2 separate regions of the Sus scrofa genome follow, and region 2 is linked to region 1. A link is a contact called in public Hi-C data. All regions are on one chromosome and are shown on one strand. Each heading gives the region's core, a stretch centred on a gene start, on an enhancer-like site or on the middle of the called end of the contact. The rest is flanking DNA. Distances are from core to core; before and after follow the strand shown. Region 1 holds the start of SMAD6 (mothers against decapentaplegic homolog 6). Region 2 overlaps SMAD6 (mothers against decapentaplegic homolog 6).

Region 1 (6,273 bases), core at 2,693-5,192:
CCATAAAATGCCCCTATGAGGTAGGTAGTACTATGATTAAACCCATCTCTGAAACTCTGGGAGCACAGGTAAAATAACAAAGGCCACCCTGTAAGCAGCAGAGCCAAGACTGAGACCCAGGCAGTCTGACCCCCCCCACCCCGCCCCGACTGCCCTTTTACCTCCTGAACTATGCACACTGAACAGTGGAGAGAGGCCTTAAGCATTGGGAAAAGGGGCAAAGAGCTCTGGGAGTTAGAATGCCTAGGCTTGGGAGTTCTTGTTTTGACGCAGTGGAATCCAACTAGGAACCACAAGGTTGCGGGTTTGATCCCTGGCCTCGCTCCGTGTGTTAAGGATTCAAAGTTGCCATGAGCTGTGGTGTAGGTTGCAGATGAGGCTTGGATCCTGCATTGGTGTGGCTATGGTGTAGGCCTGCGGCTACAGCTTCAATTTGACTCCTAGCCAGGGAACCTCCATATGCCGAGGGTGCAGCCCTAAAAAGACCAAAAAAAAAAAAAAAAAAAAAAAAAATACCCAGGCTTCACTTCTGCCTCTCTCCACGTGGCCCTAAGCTCTTGGGCAAATCACCTTCCTTTCCTTTTCTGGCCCCCCTATCCTGCCCTATTCTGCTCTGAGCTATTTAGGTGATTAATTGATTGATCGATGGAATGAGTGCTCTTTGCTTTTTAGAGCCACACCTGTGGCATATGGAGGTTCCCAAGCTGGAGGGGTCAGGTCAGAGCTGCAGCTGCCGGCCTACACCACAGACACAGCAGCTTGGGATCCAGCTGTGTCTGCAACTTACACCATAGCTCACAGCAACGCCAGATCCCCAACCCACTGAGCAAGGTCAGCGATTGAAACTACATCCTCCTGGATACTAGTCAGGTTCATAACTGCTGAGCCACAATGGGAAATCTCTATTTAGGCTACTTAGATAGTACAGGGTCGGGAGTTTCCATCATGGCTCAGTGGTTAACAAATCTGACTAGCATCCATGAGGATGCAGGTTGGATCCCTGGCCTCACTCAGTGGGTTAAGGATCCGGCGTTTCCGTGAGCTGTGGTGTAGGTCGCAGACTCGGCTCAGATCCTGTGTTGTTATGGCCTGTGGTGTAGGCTGGCAGCTACAGCTCTGATTGGATCCCTAGCCTGGGGCCAAAAAAAAAAGATAGTACAGCTTTAAGTGCAGTCCAAGGGGTGGGACCAAGAGTACTTGGCTACCTGAGCTGCTGAGTCCTGTGTGCCAGGACCTTCTTTTTTTAATTCCTACTGCGGTCAAGCAGGTCCATTTCATAGATGAGGAAACTGAGTCTCCCAGAGGTTAGTTTGTTGCTAGTTTAGTGGTTTAACCTGGTAACAATTGACTCCATGCTCATTTCACTAATAATAGCTCCCATTTACAGAATACTTATTGGGTACCTGACACTGGGCTAAAGCATTTGGATCTTCAGAACAACTTCCCAGTGTCATTATTGCCAGTTAAGTCTCAGGCTCCCTATCTATAATCAATAATTTCGGAGTAACAATAACAACCTACTGAGGGTTGTTGCAGGAGGTAAAGGAAATTGCCCAAGGTCACACAGCTAAGAGGCAGCTGAACCCAAGTCGATTTGGTTCAACAGAGTAACAGTTAAGAAGCATTACTCTGTGCAAAATACAGGCTGCCTGGGGTGGCAATAGTAGAGCCAGCATTTGATTGCAGGGGCTATGGTAATAGGTCCCATAAGTACAGACAGGACCAGAAAAACCATCCTTTCTGAGAGAAAGTAGTAAGAAGCAAACAGGCAAACAAAAAAAAACCTAAAAGTAGGTGATGTTAGGAACTGGTTAAACCAGTATCCCCAACATTGTATGTATCCAAGCGGATATTAGAATGATAAGAGATGATGCACAGATAAATTTCCTATTCTGTGTATTTTATTTATTTATTCATGTCTTTTGTCCTTTTAGGGCCACACCTGCAGCATATGGAAGTTCCCAGGCTAGGGGTTGAATCGGAGTTGTAGCCTCCGGCGTACACCAAAGCCACAGCAATGCCAGATCCAAGCCGCATCTGCCACCTACACCACAGCTCACTGCAACGATGAATCCTTAAACCACTGAGCGAGGCCAGGGATCAAACCCACAACCTCATGGTTCCTAGTCGGATTCGTTTCCACTGTGCCACGGTGGGAATTCCCTGTGTATTTATTTTAAAATGATAACTATAACTAGCACATTTGTGACTCCAGGGCTATTACTGCTTACAAGGCCAACTGATTTTTTAAATTAATAAGCGTCGATAACTTGTGTACACTTTTCAGATGTTCTCTCAAGCTCTCAAATATGTAACAGCAAGTTATGCTGGTTCTGTCTTCAAATATGTCCAGAACCTGATCTCTTCTCTCCAAGCCTGCATGGCCTCTCCTGAGCCACTGCGTCTCCCACCAGTTCCCTACTCCCAGCCCTGCCCCTGCAGTATAGTCTCCACATGGCCGCTAGAGGGAGCCAGTTAAAATAGAAGGCAGATCTGTCTCTCCCTCTCCTGGCTTCCAGGGTCTCCCAGCTCAGAGGACAAGCCAAAGACACATCTATGGCCTGTGTGACCCCCCCACCCCCACCCCCACCCCAGTTTTTCTCTCATCTTATCACCTCTTTGATGGTCTTGGAACATGCTCAGGACCCTTGTACTTGATGTTCTCTGAGCCTGGAACATTCTTCCCCCAGTGTCAGAGAGGTTCCCTTCATCATCAAGATCTTGCTCAAATGTCACCTTCCCAGAACAGCATTCCATGACCACTTTCTCTGAACCACACTCACCCTCTCCTAGCATTCCTGTCTCCTCTTCTCTGTTTTATTTTTGATCTTGGCAACTTTATCTTCCAAGATGCTGGATACCTGATTATTTTGTTTATGGTCTGTCTGTCCTTCCACTAGGTTCCTTGAGCTCAGGGATTTTTGTTTTGCTCACTGCAGGATCCCTAGCACCTGGAACATGGCCTGGGACCCAATAGGAGTTTGATGAGTTGGTGTCCAATAAATGAATACGAAGTTTCATTCAAGCACATGTGCATTTTTTTTTTTTTTTTTTTTGCTATTTCTTGGGCCGCTCCCACGGCATATGGAGGTTCCCAGGTTAGGGGTCGAATCGGAGCTGTAGCCCCCGGCCTACACCAGAGCCACAGCAACGCAGGATCCGAGCCACGTCTGCAACCTACACCACAGCTCACGGCAACGCCGGATCGTTAACCCACTGAGCAAGGGCAGGGACCGAACCCGCAACCTCATGGTTCCTAGTCGGATTCGTTAACCACTGCGCCACGACGGGAACTCCCACATGTGCATTTTTCAAGAAAGAAGGTCCAGGGTACTCATCAAAGTCTCAGAAGTGTTGTCTACCACCAAAGGGGGCAACAGCTCCCCCATTCTGGACCATGTTGGCCAAGTAGATTGACCTTCTAGAGATGCAGACATCACATAGCCAGTTGGGCCTATAGTGTTCTCCTGAGAGTTAATAAGTGAAGCATTGTTTTATCCATTAGTTTTCTGTGAAGTGGGCTGGGTTGAATCAGTCTCCCTGCCCTTCCATCTCTACATAGCAAGAGGTGGCCCAGACACCCTCTATGATACCTCCATTCATATGCAGTGACTCCTAGAGCCTGCCTCTTCCAACCGTTGAGAAGCAAGCTCTGTCTTGAATGATTTCTGCCATTTCATGCCTTGTGTCTTCCCAGCTAATGTGGAAACATCCCAAAGCAAAAGATCGTGTTTTTCTGGGACCAGATATTAAGAAAATGGACACTCAAGCAGCCCTGGGTTCAAGTCCCATATCTGCCACTTGTTATTTAATCTCTCTGTTTCCTTCTTTTTTAAAAATGGATCCTATAAGAATAAGAACTTCTTCATGTTGTTGGGAGGATTTGATGAGATAGTGCATATAGGTGTTTGGTACAGGATGATGAACAGCATGGAACTTGGCAAAGAAAACAATTTTAATTCCAGCATATCACAAACATTAAGTGCCCTTATGTGATAGGAGTTATGCTAGGGACTAGGGAGACGAAATGGGACAGGCCCTCTCTTGTGTACATTAGCTTCTCTGATAGTGCAGAGTGGCATCAAGTGTCCTGTTTCGCTCAATGGGGCTGTGAGTGGCCTGTGCCTGGCATTTCAGCTTATTTAGCCACAGGGGGCTTACATTCCAGAGGCAGAGGATTGCAAGGTTTACGAATTGTGAGAAAACACAGGGTTCTCTGAGGGGAATACTAGAATGATGGGGAGGGGGCAGATTTGAATCTGAGGGGTTACCTCTTCATTATTTTGTGAGTAACCTGGCTGCAGAGACCTGTGGAGCAGCAACTGGGACCTCACTTATCTCCTCTCCTGCACCCCAGGGAATTGGAGCTTGTTCTCCAGAAGGGTGATCTAGGAGGATGCCTGTAGGCTGAGGCTCCGAAGCATGCCCTCTGGGCACTGCGACACACACCCTCTAGTGGTCACAAGTCAGGCAGTAGGCTGGATGGGCCCTAGAAATCCAAGGACAGTGGGACTGCCACCATCCTTTTAGTATCCCTTTCTGATCCTATCTCCACCGTGACACAGTCTTTCTAGAATGAGGGATGACTCTGGGACCTCATGTTGTTTAATTTTGGTAACCACCTATAGCATGATTCCTATTCCCAGTTTACAAATGAGAGCCCTGAGGCTAATAGAGCTGAGGGAAGTTAAGTAGGGTCAGTACTGGACTCAGGCCTACCAGGCATCATCCAGCTGGGACCTAAAGGCGCCCCACCCCACTGGCACATCTCTGGGTTGAGCAGGAGCAGAAGGCAAACTCTGTCTGAATTACCACCCAGGGAGAAGGTAGCCCTCCCTTGGAAGGTTACTACTTTAGTTGCTCCTTGGCCTGAGGCTCCAAGCACAGACCTGGCATCCCTGAAGGAATCCTGCAGAAAGGGGTGAGCTGGTACCTCAGGGAGGTATGGGGGTAAGGGGGAAAGAGCCACAGCTCACAGATTTGCCTCCAGGGTTAGGGGCTGAGCATTTGAGGAAGACTTGAAGGGTAGCCCATCTGCCTGCTGGTCTCCCTTTACCTTTGCTTCACACCCATTTATGCCTCCCCCCAGCCAAAGTGGCTGGGTTTAAATCCAGCCTCTACCACTAACTACAGGCTTGTGCAAGTTACTTAAGGTCTTTGTGCCTCAGTGTCCTTAACTGTAAATTAGTGCTTAACAACCATGCCTACCTCCCAAAGTGTTGTATGGAGTTTGGGGCCTCACTCCACAACAGATTCAGCACGTCCAGTGGACATTTTGAAAAACACTGTCCTGAAGGGTGTGCTCTGGCAACACAGACCCACCCCACTTTCTAGCTGTTGGGGGAGGGTGCACAATGGTTTATACCTCTCTGGTTTTAGCATTTCAGTACTTTCAAGACTATCTTCTTTTCAATGGCAAATTAAGTGAGCAAGTTCCTATTCCTCAGTTTCCTCATTTATAAAATGGAAATAAGAGTATCAGTGTTGTTGTGAGAATGACTAAAATCTTTGTAATGCTTGAAACATGGCCTTGCCCATAGTAAACACAAGTTATTGCAATCCATGGTCAAACCAGCAGATACCCTAATTAAAACAAGCTATTAAAAAACTACATTACATTGAGTTTCTCCTTACATTAATTTCCCCAGGGGCAAGAAGTGATCGAAAAGGGGGTACAAGATCCTTTATTCTTTAGTTGTCCTTTAGGTGTTGCTTACACAGGTGTTTTGTTCACTTGTGAAAATTCACCCTGTTTACTTGCGATTTGTGAACTTAAAATGCACTGTCTTGTAGAATCTTCATGGTTCTGTGAAGAAAGCAGGGCAGGCATCAACAACCCCATTTATCAAACAAGAAACTGAGGTCAAGACAGCTGTTTTCATTAGGCCGAAGTAGAAGGGGATGAGGGTGGGGAAGATTCTAAGTCCTGCCCTCAGTTCTCCAGAGTAACCGCCTCTCCCAGAGGGTGCGGAGCGAACAGTGCCTGGCTCCAGGTGAAGTTCGGCAAAAGGTTCTGAGTCCTTCCTACAAACACCGCCCTTCCCCCAGGGCACACACAACTCGGGCCCACTCGGGGACTCACACCACCGCACGCTCACAAGGCCAGCCCCACACGTGGGAACCCCCGAGGGAGGCGCGCGCGCAGGCGCCCCCTCTGCCCTCGCTGGGGAATGGCGCCCAGCCCCGGGCCAATGAGAGTAGCGGAATTTCTTTCATTCAGAGCAGGGCCGGGCTCTTGCCCGGAAAGGGGCGGGGCGCCAGGCCCGGGGCGGG
Region 2 (6,273 bases), core at 2,305-4,804, 79 kb after region 1:
CCACCTCAGAACCCTGCCGGGACCATTCCAGCTCTGCCACAGAGGGCTGGCCTAGCAGCACATTTCCAGTTTCTTCACTGTAATTCTTTCAAGGCATCATACCTGCAATGAAATGCACAGCTCTTTAGCGCCTCCGTGGTGATTTTTGACAAGGTGGACACCTGCGACCCCATTGTACCAGTCAAGCTATCACACGTTTCCAGCACTTCAGAAACTTCCCTCATCCCCACTCCTTGGAGGTTAACGTCACCGTCAGTTAGTTTTGTCTACTCAAGAATTTCATGTCAGGAGTTCCCCCTGTGGCTCAGCAGTTAACGAATCTGACTAGCATCTGTGAGGACACAGGTTCGATCTCTGACCTTGCTCAGGGGGTTAAGGATCCAGTGTTGCAGTGAGCCATGGTGTAGGTCAAAGATGCAGCTTGGATTCTGAGTGGCTGTGTCTGTAGGCCAGCAGCTACAGCTCTGATTCAGCCCCTAGCCTAGGAACCTCCATATGCCGCAGGTGTGGCTCTAAAAAAAAAAAGAAGAAGAATTTCATATCAGTGGAAAGAGCACATGTGCTTCTGTGTCTGGCTTCTCACACTCAGCCTGATGCATCTGAGATGTGATGTGTGTCAGTAGTTTGTTCCTTTTTATTGGTGAGTCGTGTTCCACTGTAAGGACGTGCCTTCCTTTTGCTTATCCATTATTTTAGTTGGTTTGAGCTGCTAAAACAGCGATGTCATAATTTGGGTGGCTTAAATAATACTGTTTATTTCTCACAGTTCTGGAGACTAAGAAGTCCAGGTGTCAGTCGATTTGGTGTCTGATGAGAGCCATTTCCTGGTTCCTAGATAGCTGTATTCTTGCCATCCCGTCACATAGCAGCATGGGTGAGGGAGCTCTCTCTCTCTCTAACTTTTTTTTTTTTTTTTTTTTTTTTTGTCTTTTTGCCATTTCTTGGGCCACTCCTGCGGCATATGGAGGTTCCCAGGCTAGGGGTCAAGTCGGAGCTATAGCCGATGGCCTACGCCACAGCAATACAGGATCCAAGCCATGTCTGTGACCTACACCACAGCTCACAGCAACGCCGGGGCCCCAATCCACTGAGCCAGGCCAGGGATCGAACCTCCAACCTCATGGTTCCTAGTTGGATTCGTTAACCACTGAGCCATGATAGGAACTCCTCTCTGGGGTCTCTTAAAGGGCACTCATTCCATCTATGAAGGTTCTACCCTCATGACTTAATTACCTCCCAAAGTACTAACTTTTTTTGGGGGGGGCCAGGCCCATAACATGTGAAAGTACCTGGGCCAGGGATCGAACCTGCACAGCAGTGATCCAAGCTGCCCCAGTGACAATACCAGATCCTTAACCACTTGGCCACCAGGGAACTCCAAGACCCTACCTTCTGATACTGTCATATCAGAATTAGGATTTGCAACATGAATCTGGGGCAGAGAAACACAAATATTCGATCCATAACATCCCTCCTCCTATTTATGGACATCTGAGCTGCTTTCCAAGTGTGGGTGATTACCAGTAGATCTGCTGTGAACATTCAGGACGTCACAGAAATGTAGAGTTCATTGTTGAGATGGAAAGACCAAGGCTGGGAGAAGGAGCCAGCCTGCCTGATCAGGGCCAGGAGGCAGGACACCTGGCTGCAGGACTCCTGACTCCCGGCCTGGTGCTGCCCTGCCACATCTACCCCAGACATCATGCCAGACCGCACCTCTCCTCCCCTGCTCCCCCCAGAACCCTCCCAGCCGGGACCCAGAGTCTGGCTGGGAACTAGGCCAGGCCCTGAGCAGGGGGTAGCGAGCAGGAGTTTCGGTCAGAGCACGGTCATCTTTGATGTTGTTCACTCGGGTCTGACTCCCCGGTATTTATTTGCAATTAAGGAGCTGGTTCCTAATTAGACTGATGGCAGGACCACAGCCTTGGAGCCACGAGAAGAAAAAGATCTCCTGCAAGAGACGGTCCCCTCCCAACCTGCATGGCACCCCAGGCTGCAGACAAGGGGTGTGGTGGGTGGGGTGGGGCTCTGTATCTGGGATGTGGAGAGGGATCCTGGGTTTGGGGGTGCCTGCCTTCTTGCAAAGAACGTGTCATCTTGTGTTGAACACTCGGCATGGTACCTGAATACGTGTGTGTGTGTGTGTGTGTGTGTGTGTGTGTGTGTGTAAATAGAGCCCCAGGAGCACTCATCTCTGTCTCCCACCTTCAGTTTTTCGTTGTTTCATCCTTCTTTCCTTTGCTTACTGAGCGCCCCTCTCTACACCTCAGGTACTGGGCTGGGAGCTAAATCTTAACACTTGCCAAGTGCTTCACAGTTTGCAAAGGGCATTGCCATCTACTGTCCTGTGGTAACCTGCCATGGTAGTGACCCTGGGTCATGACCCCCAACACCCCTAAGGAGCCCTAGCCTTGGAAGGGTTAGGCCAAGGCTGGGATGGATAAACCGACAGCTGCTTCTTTCTGCTCCCAGTTGATCTGCTGCTGGAGTTGCCAGAAAATCCAAAGATGGGCTGTATAAGTGAGACACAATTTTGCATAAGTCCATTTCACCAATGTGGAGACTGAGATTTGGGGACAGTCAGTGGCTGGTTCATGGCCACACGTCCAGTCAGTGGTGAGAGCTTAGGTCTGTCTCACTCGGAAACCTTTTGGATCATGTGACAAGCATACGATTAGAATGCCAGGGTCTCCAGTTCTGGTCTCAGTTCTGCCACCCACTGCTGTGTGTTCTTGGGCAAGTCCCCTAGTCCCCCCAGGGTGCCATCTTGAGGGCACAGTTGGCCAGTCTCAGGACTAAGTTTTCATTGGCCCATGGTGAAAGAAGAAAATTTCATATAACCTAAATGTATTAACTTGAGATTTTCTGATTTAAGTCCTACCTATTTTGTGAGTATCAAATGACACATTCTTTTGTGCTAGAGATCGTAGATGGTGTTGGGGTTTTTAATAAGTCTGCATGTGACAAAATAAGATCATGGTAACCCTGTGACATTCTCAAGTCCTCTCTTCAACAGTGTATTGGCTTGTGAAAGCCCAAAGCATTGGGGCCCCCTGGACAAGATGATGCCATCTTGAGCCTGGAGACCCCAAGACCTTCCTGAGGATGGGGAGGCCCAAGCATGGTGACAGGCTCACCTACTGGCCTCTTCTCTCGGGATCAGACCTGAGACCCTAGTCTTTGCCCAGCTCGCCCTTGGGCCTGCAGCTATCAGCCGCACGTGCTGGGCAGGATTCCAAGGCAGGGTAGGGGTGAGGGCAGTGTGCCGACACTTGGGATATATTTTATTTCCTTCCTCCTTCCCTTGCAGGGTGTTCCAAGAGCACCCTGGGGATACATGTAGACTCGGGACAGACGCAGAAAGAACCGAAACCCACCTCTTCCTGCTTGAGAGTCGAGGTCAGCGGTGGGCACTGACCAACAGCGCAGACACCTGCTCAGGCCAAGGGAGGGGCTGCATGTCAGGCCCTAGGCGCACAAGAGGGAGAGGTCAGAGAGGGCTCCTCAGAGGTGGCAGTCCATCTCCTGGAATTTGGAAGGCTTGGCCGGGAGCCCAGGCCCAGTGAGGTGTTACCCAGTCCACTCAACCCAGTAGGCCGCAGGAGGTGACGCCTGGCCCCTGAGCCAGACCGGGAAGGTCAGGGACACAGGTCTTGATGCGGTGGGGAAGGATGATGAAGGCGCATTGGGCGTGGCTGGGCTGGGAAATATCGAGGGGAGGGGGACAGGAAGACCCGCTTGGCCTCGAATTGAAAGCCTTTTAGGAGCTGGGAGGTAGGAAGTTCCCCACCCCCTCAGTCCCATTAGCGCTGCACACCCTCTCGCACACTCTGACTGTGAAACTGCTTCTTTGCCTTTGACAGCAGAGTGGCCACACCCTGGGACAGAGCGGCCACTTTATGACTAGGGTGACCTCTCTGGGTCTCATCTGCAGAGGGGAACAGCAGTAATCCCTCGCCTCATGAGACTGGGTGGGTCTTGAGGGAGGGGAGGCCTTTCGTTTGTGTGGCAGGAGGTGACTCGCCGGCTTGTAGCTTAGCACATCTAGGACTCACAGACCACGAGAGCCTCATGGTTACAGGTAGGGAAACAGGCTTCAGGAAGCAGGAGGGACTCACTTGGTGCATGGGTTCTGGGGGGAGCCTTGCCAGAGTATGGAGAAGGGCTCCAAGCATGGCCTGGCATTGATGCTGGCTCCAGCACTCACTAGTGTGTGTCCTTTATCAGTTACGGCCCCTCCCTGGGCCTCAGTTTCCACACCTGTGAACTGAAGTGATGACAGAAGTTCACCAAGGCTGTGGTGAAGACGGCACCAGGCTCGTGGAAGGCACTCAGGGCTGCCTGTTGCCTGTCTTCTCACCCAGCATTCTCCGGGCACAGCTTCTTTGCTTCCCCACCTCTCGGTGCCTAATGGAATTCTTGTTGCTGGGTGAGAAGGTTGGTGCTGGAGTTTCACAGCCAGGCCGGGATGGTGCTGCTTTCCCGGCTCTTGGGAACACTTAGACCAGTGCCAGATGGATGGACGGAGAAAGGGGCAGTGGCTGGGGTGTTCCTGGCTGCCCACCTGCTGGGACTGGCCTAGTGCCCACAGCCACATCACCCACCACAGGCTAGAGCTGTCTCTCTGCCCGCTGGCTGAGGGGTAAGTCAGCTGAGGGCAGGGAGCAGGGCCTCTCCCCCACCCTGACCATTAACTAGAACCATGAGCCTCCTGGGTGGGGGCTGTGAGACAAAATGATACATCCCCAGAGGCTGGCCTGAGGACCTGTGACTGGGACCTTAAAGCCAGGCAGAGGACAAGGCAGACACCCTTTGGGGCTATACCCAGCCCGAGGCCACAGCAGAGCGGGCAGCCTACAGGAGGCCCCTCAGGCGGACCTCCCAGTACATAAGAGGGTGTCAGGGGCCCTGTCACCCTGCTGCTCTGGGCTTCTAGGCAGGGCTGGGCTGAAGGCAGGCAGAGCCGACCTCATCCAGGCTCCTGAACGAAACTGTCAGCAGTGCTTTCTCCCTTGGCTTTGACTGGACTTTGATCAGTTTCTTTTGAAGGCGCTGACCCAGAAAGGGCCTCGCCATGTCCCCATCAGGCCCCCAGCAGGCTTTCTCCCTCTGCAGAAAGCCCAGCCAGGGGCCCGTGTGGGAACACATCAGCTCACTGGGCAGTCATGGGTGCCCACCTGCTTCTCAGAGCCAGGAGCTCAAAGGAGAGACCGGGCGTCAAAACACTTCAGAATCTGAGAAGCTGGCCACACACGAGAGCAGTGAGGGACAGGCTCCAGCCTCCATGTGGTCTTAGGTCTGGGCTCAGAGCATTGCTAAATTCAACCAGACAAGCAGAGATGCTCCAAGCTGGAGTGAAAAGGGATTGAAGTCATCATTCCTGGCCACCCCTTTGCTGTCTGTGGGGAAACTGAGGCTGGAGGAGGAGCAGCAGCACACACCCGAGAGAGCTGGCAAACTGGAGGCCTTGAGGAGCGATTTCCGTTAGCACTTTGAGATCCTCAGCTTCTCTGTCTCAGAAGCGGCTGCAGTTCTGGTGAAAACCTGTACTTCCTGCCAAGAGAGCCAACTCGAGGGGTGAGGCGTGGGGGTTGCTGGGAGACTCGGCATAAAGCTCCAGGCTGGAAGGGCTCCTGGGGGGCTCTGTCCCCCACCCACCCCACCTTCCTATGCCTGAGTCTCCTTGGAGGGGTGATTTATGCCTCCTGATAGCTTAACTTTGCTGTTCAGGTTGATGCTTAGACCAGGTTCAAATCCCGGAGGTGCCACTCACTGGCTGGGTGGCCTTGGGCAGGCTGCCGGTGGCTACAAAGTCATGGATCCTCATCTGTAAAATGATGGGAGGACCCAGTGAGTCACGTGTAGAGTGAGCCACACAGAGCACAGCACCTAGAAGGATGTAGGTGCCCGCTGCACATAGTCCCTCCTTTGGGTGTGTGGGCGCTGGGCTGTCTCCTGCTGGCTTGTCAAACTCCATGGGCGGAGGCCGGATATAGGTTGTGGTTGTGTACCCACAGCACCTGGCACACAGTAGGTGCTGTGCTCTCTGTAGCTTTGTAGCCTGTGTGTGGATCAAATTTGAGGACAGCCTGGCAGGAATTAGGTGTTCCGGTGTGTGTGGAGTGCCAGACACACACCCCCAGCCCCAGCAGCCAGGCAGCAGTGCCACCTGGGCTCCGCACCCGGAATAACATCCCCGTGCCCTGTGCTTGCCCTGCAGACGCCAGCATGTCTCCGGATGCCACCAAGCCGAGCCATTGGTGCAGCGTGGCC

Evidence for each region. A called contact is a pair of places that touch in the nucleus more often than the background predicts.
Region 2: a contact with region 1 is called in a Hi-C map of retroperitoneal adipose tissue, with 1.8 times the contacts expected there. The contact joins the enhancer-like site here to the promoter of SMAD6 in region 1. A contact is called at or near these places in 3 of 5 promoter capture datasets (fetal skeletal muscle and liver), 13 of 47 Hi-C or Micro-C datasets (alveolar macrophages, brain, embryonic fibroblasts and 7 more) and 2 of 2 datasets of contacts at active chromatin or transcription factors (alveolar macrophages and skeletal muscle).

Annotation. Positions count from the first base shown.
Region 1 is chr1:164,648,660-164,654,932 of Sscrofa11.1, forward strand. SMAD6 (mothers against decapentaplegic homolog 6) reads left to right here and starts at 3,943. Exons shown (of 4, transcript XM_003480446.4): 1 at 3,943-6,273.
Region 2 is chr1:164,727,942-164,734,214 of Sscrofa11.1, forward strand. It overlaps SMAD6 (mothers against decapentaplegic homolog 6), which reads left to right. Exons shown (of 4, transcript XM_003480446.4): 4 at 6,221-6,273. Among named protein-coding and RNA genes, the nearest start is that of SMAD6, 78 kb to the left of the region's middle. Within about 2 kb of position 3,555, at least 13 of the 83 cell types and tissues checked have an H3K27ac peak or open chromatin away from gene starts, as enhancers often do. A contact at or near this core is called in alveolar macrophages, omental adipose tissue and retroperitoneal adipose tissue, where this site is marked.